Regions from separate parts of the Danio rerio genome. Here region 2 is linked to region 1. A link is a contact called in public HiChIP or PLAC-seq data. All regions are on one chromosome and are shown on one strand. The core of a region is the stretch at or near the end of the contact, and the rest is flanking DNA. Distances in the headings are between cores, read along the strand shown.

Evidence for each region. HiChIP or PLAC-seq counts read pairs in DNA pulled down with a chosen protein or histone mark.
Region 2: a contact with region 1 is called in an H3K4me3 HiChIP or PLAC-seq map of gastrula embryo, with 7 times the contacts expected there. The contact joins the promoter of ndfip1l here to the promoter of fgf1b in region 1. A contact is called at or near these places in 6 of 18 Hi-C or Micro-C datasets (caudal fin, embryo, hematopoietic stem cells and 1 more) and 2 of 4 datasets of contacts at active chromatin or transcription factors (caudal fin and gastrula embryo).

The regions. Positions count from the first base shown.
Region 1 is chr21:47,858,342-47,861,466 of GRCz12tu, reverse strand. fgf1b (fibroblast growth factor 1b) reads right to left here and starts at 1,778. Exons shown (of 3, transcript NM_001105278.1): 1 at 1,573-1,778; 2 at 64-167. The coding sequence starts at 1,741.
Region 2 is chr21:48,042,922-48,045,991 of GRCz12tu, reverse strand. It overlaps ndfip1l (Nedd4 family interacting protein 1, like), which reads left to right and starts at 1,308. Exons shown (of 8, transcript NM_001002503.2): 1 at 1,308-1,464. The coding sequence starts at 1,435.

The sequences.
Region 1 (3,125 bases), core at 529-3,028:
TACACATTAATACATGTGAAACAGCACTGAAAAATAGTGGTATTCAAGTATATATAAACTCACGGTGCCATAAAGTCTTCCACATTTGTCCATTGCAAGGTATAGTCCAGTCTCATGACCTCTGATGGCCACAACTCCTGCTTTCACTGCTTTTACCTTTAAAAGAGCTGCCATACAACAACACTATAACAACAAATCTATAGTAAATTCACAATAAATACTATATTTTTTAAACCATACTATGGTAAAGCACTTGAATTGGTTTGTTGTGGTGATATTATAGGTGCTATGGTAATGCAACAACTATAGTAAACAAATGACCAAAGTATACAGTAATAAATACTAAAGTATACAACAGTGTTTATTATGGTTTATCAGTTCACTATAGTATAGTATGGTGAAGAAGTCACTAAGAAAGTGCTGTAAATGCTATAATATATGCAATATAATACACTTTATGGTATATGGATATAAAACACTATATAAATTCATTCATTCATTTTCTTTTCGGCTTAATCCCTTTGTTATTCTGGGGTCACCACAGCGGAATGAACTGCCAAATGATAAACTAAGTCAAGTTATTATTTGTTGTTCCTAAAACTTGGATAGGCAAGACTTTTGTCAGGTAGTTTTGTATGGTTCAAACTTTATAGTTGCCGTAAGCACTTTACTATAGTATAGTTTGAAAACAGTAGCCTATAAATTATTTTTTCATGTGTGTGCACTGTACACCCATATACACCATAATTTCATAGAAACAACCAATCCACGCCATTAATAGTGTAATATTGATCTTATTCATTACATTTAGCTCATTGTTTAGCCAAAACATGAGAATCTCACTTTATAAATCCCTGCTGAAAAATCCAGCTTAAACCAGCCTAGGTTGGCTGGTTTTAGCTGGTCGACCAGGCTGGTTTTAGAGGGGTTTTGGCCACTTCCAGGCTGGTTTCCAGCCATTTCCAGCCTGGTCTTAGCTGGTCAGGCTGGGAGATGACCAGCTTAAACCAGCTTGATCAGCCTAGCCAAGCTGAGAGTCCAGCCAAAACCAGCTATATCCAGCTTCAACCAGGCTGGTTGAGCTGGTTTTAGCTGGATTTTGCTGGTCATTTTCCAGCCTGACCAGCTAGGACCAGGCTGGAAATGGTTGGAAACCAGCCTGGAAATGGCCAAAACCCCTCTAAAACCAGGCTGGTCGACCAGCTAAAACCAGCCAACTAGCCTAGGCTGGTTTAAGCTGGATTTTTCAGCAGGGATGGCTTTAAAGTTCAAATGGATTGAGGTAAAGTTGGTTTTATATTCCCACATTCGTTCAATGACAACTTGTGACATGCTCCCTAAGTTGTTTACCATGGTACTTTGATTATTCGGTCTGAATTCACATGTAAGTAAGCTATGATGACTTGGAAAAAACATTAGCGCTATTTAATTGACTGTGGACAATGTTGTACTTTGAAAGTAATTGGCTGCTAATACTACTTTGAATATATAGAGATAATTTTGTGAAGTTATATTACGGAGAAATTATTATAAAACTAACTTTACCTCAATTTCAAATGACTCTATACTGACTGTTAATGTCGTTGTCTTGTCGGCTCGCGTCCACCGTCCCGCTGGGTAGGATCCGGAGATGAAATCCTCCATTTCTGCAGTGGAGTTTTATGAGAGAGTTGTGTTTTGTGTCTCTGTTGTCTGTAGTGGAAGACAGCAGTGCAAAAGCAGTGAAATCCCGCTCGGTCATCGCGCGTTTTGCTGCTTTGAGAGGCGCTGTGTTCTTGAACACCCCCGCGACTGAAATGGATCGGTCCTCCGAGCTTAAGCCAGCACTTATAAGGAGCTTGTGTCACGCACAACTCCTTCACACGGACTTATTATAAACTGCCAGAAAGGTGCTGCTATTTTAAAACATAATTATGGTTATTATCATTGTGAGTCTAAAGAAGTTTTACAATTTGTGCAGTATGTCATTAGAATGTGTTGTTTTATTTAATCACTTTGGATTTTATAGTTATTATTATTTTATTCCCCTTAAAAATAATCATAGCCTATATATCACTGGTCAGTTGGCATTTCTGTGTGGAATTTGCATGTTCTCCCCGTGGTTGTGTGGGTTTCCTCTGAGTGCTCCGGTTTCAAACAGTTCCAACACATGTGTACAGTGGAACTGGGTAAACTGAAATGGCTGTAGTGTTAATGCTAGAGTGTTTGGGTGTTTCCTTGTACTGGGTTGCGGCTGGAAGGGCATCCGCTAAGAAAAACATATGCTGGAATACTTAGCAGTTCAGTCCACTGTGGTGACCCTTGATAAAAAAGCGACTGAGCCGAAGGAAAATGAATGATTTTGGAAAGCTTTCGGAGATGTGATGGAGAACAAACAGTACAGGAAGGTATTCAGCTTACACAGAGCCAGTTTTCCAGGCACCATAGAGACATTGTGCTTATTGAAACTAGAGTCTTAGTGTCAGACAGCAGCCAGTGTGAGCGATGTCCCTCAATGAGCTGCTAATTAAAGCACACATTTCAGACTAACCGTTTCAGAGCTTAAATTCGGTCTCACTGAAGCTCTGAAAACAAAACTTGCCCATTTGGATCTTAAGGTTAAGTTGTGGATCCACTGTATGGATTTTTCATTTCCAATGCGCCTCTTTTCTACAGTTTTTTTTTTCAATGTAAAAACATGCATGTGTTTAAAAAATACCTGCTACTCATGCGTTGTAAGACCAACATTGACAGCCTTTTATGCTGAGGTGTCAGCACGCAGTGAGTTTTGCAAGTCGACTAAACTATTATGATGGTGATCTTAAGCATGATGTGTGTGAATTATTAGCAGGGGGCTAATAATTCAGGGGGGAATTTAACTATATATATATATATATATATATATATATATATATATATATATATATATATATATATATATATATATATATATATATATACTTTTTTTTTTGAGGGGGGCGGTGCCCTAATAGAGCTTTATGTCAAGCAACGCTTCTGGTGCATACTTGTCAACATTGGTATGTGAAAAGAGATATGTCCACCATAATACGGGATTCCCCTGACCCCTTTAAAAAATCTCTAAATTACTAAATATGTTTGTTTGGAGCTGTTTTGTTACAAATAAA
Region 2 (3,070 bases), core at 59-2,558, 180 kb before region 1:
TGTGTGTGTGTGTGTGTGTGTGTGTGTGTGTGTGTGTGTGTGTGTGTGTGTGTGTGTGTCCATTATAATTACAAATATGTACATGAATGTTCAATTATGTAAAACATTTTAACTATATCAGGTTTTATTATACAAAATATTTAGAGAATTGTTACACATTTAGATTGTTTTTTTTTTTCTACCGCCTGTTGTTGTAATGTAATTTTTACAGAATTATTCAGTCATAAATTTGAGTTATTAAATCATTATTTTGACTTTATCTTGTACTTTTGATTTAGTAAATTATAATTTTGGCTTTGCTTACCTTACATCGTTTGCACAAAGTAATGTTTTGTCTTGGTGATTGGAGCTTCCAGCTCTAAAAAATATATAAAAATATCTAGTGCAAAGTTCTGCAAACAAATATATATATATATATATATATATATATATATATATATATATATATATATATATATATATATATATATATATATATATAATCTAGTAATTTATGACATGTTATATATGGTATGAGAATGTAGAATCTGCAGCCACTTCATCTGACAAAACTTCAATTACTGTCTGGTTTGGATCAGCCACCAAATCAGACATAAGACTGCAGCGGATTGTCAGGACAGCGGAGAGGATTAATTCTGTGCACCTGCCCAACATCCAGATCTCTACACATCTTTATCGATCTTTATTATTAGATTGGTTGCTACCTGTTTTTATAGTCATAAATATACACAACCCTTACTGTTTATGATTTGTAACCAAAATGTTGTATTATTTACTTTATCCACTTATGTCATTCTTTTTTCCTGTGTTCATTTGTATGTGTGTACTGTATGTATATGTGCTTCTGAAAAAAAAAACACAAAACATTTCTTTTGTTTGCACACACTTGTCAAATAAATCTCATTCTGATTTCTCTGGACACATTTTTTAAAGAAATCTCAGCAGCTGAATAACAAACATTATTATTATACATTATTATGCCATCAAACATAACATTACAGAAGATGTTTGGCCTTTCATAATACTAAATATCTGCTACATAACATTGACTGCAAAACATTTATTGTGATTTTAGTGAAATGACATTATACATTTTAAAATAAGCAGTTTCAAGAATGAAAAATGATAGCACTTTAAAATGAGACTAGTTTAAAAAAAGACGTGTTAACACGTAAATTGCGTGTTAACACGTAAATGACGTGTTAACACGTACCAACGTGTTAACGCGTAAATGACGTGTTAACGCGTAAATTACGTGTTAACACGCAATTACGCGTTAACACGTTTGTTGCAGACGTTTTGGCCCTAACGGCCTTCCATACTGATGAAGGCTGTGGCTGAGCTGAAGACACTTTATACAATTTCCTTTTACGTTAGACGGATTGGTGCGTGAATCGTGTGTGCGGGGATCCTCGTTTTCTTTTCAAGCTAAAGATGGCAGAGCCGAGCGGGAGATATCAGCAGGTCAGTGAGACTCAGCGTGGTTGTTTTAAAGCTCACCCACAGCAGGCGCGTCCTCGGTGGGGGACGGTTTCAGGAAACGCCGAGGCTTTGACAGGATGCAGGCCGCATTGTTTTGAAATCACGTCCATTTAAATAATTGCGACATGTTATTATTACACTTAGATTGCGCTCATCAGTCAATATGTTGCGGTTTCCCGTTTAGTATTAAAATAAGTTGATGTTTTGCTTACGTCAAAGTTGTCATTCATTCAGTAATATAATGCGTTACAACCTCTATGCTAGTAATGTTATACAGTAAATATTACCGACCACATCCGATATATATATGCAGCAATATACATTACCTATTAAATGTTTCAGAACAGTATGGCTTTTAATTTGTTTTAGAGACTAAACATTCATTGATTTCATCCAGAGAACAGCAAAAACTGCTTATCCACGTCTGAAAATATGTTATTACAGTATTACTATCAGACACGACTGGAAAACACTGTTTTTGTAATGTCACAAGGAAAGAAATGTTATTGATTGTAATACTATGGCATATAGTATAACCATAAACATTACATAAAAGTTTAACGTGCAGTAGACAAAATATAAACTTCTAAAAATTATGTGTTTATCATAAATATTATCATAAATATTACCTGTATTACCTGTTAATGTTGCTTATGTTAGAACATTTGTAAAAAAATCTTGCTGTTTGTAGTAAGAAAATAATTAAAAGCATAGAAGTAAAGTTAGTTTTATATTTTTATATTCAGACTTTATTTCAGAAAAGTATTCTTTGCAATTTCTAAATGCGGCAATCATTTTAGCAACTTATGATTTTCAAAGTACAACATTTTTTACAGTCTATTAGATAGTGTTAATGTTTACAAGTCATACTTGCATGCTAATTCCCATCGAATATTCAAAGTAACATGGTAAATAATATAGAGACTTCTAAATGAAATAATGTTCGAATATAAAACCAACTTTGCCTCTATATTAAAAAGAATTATCTAAAATCCGCCTTTTCTTCTAGATCTTCAGTATTATGCTGTATGTTTTGTTGTTGATAATATTTTTAATTGTTATGATAAAGTATGTATTAAATAATGCATATAAGGGATAAGGGAAAGTCAGAATGTACGAATATAAAAAACAACTTTACCTCTAATATTGACAACCTTGGATACTAATATCATGTTTCATGTATTACGGTATTGTGATTTACTGCTCCAAAATAAGCAATTTTTTAATGTCTGGGTAAAATACAACTCTTCCTCCCTCCCATTGAACACAATATATTTTATTTGAAGAAACATTTAAAATATTTTGGACCTGTAGCTTTTGATATCTAGGGTGCTTTTCTTCTAGAGATACTGTTGCCCTAAAAACTAAATAAAATTGTTTTGAAAACATATGCAAAAAACGTACATATACCTTAGGAACGGTACTACAGAAAACTAATGCGGTTTTAAAATCTTGATTTTCCAGACCGATCTAAACCTTGAAACTGGTTATCTTCCCATGCCAAAGCACAACTAAATGCTCTTCACATATTTGAATGATCCAGTTTCCTTAAGATAAATATGTGTAGTTGTAATAAATTAAGCCTTTA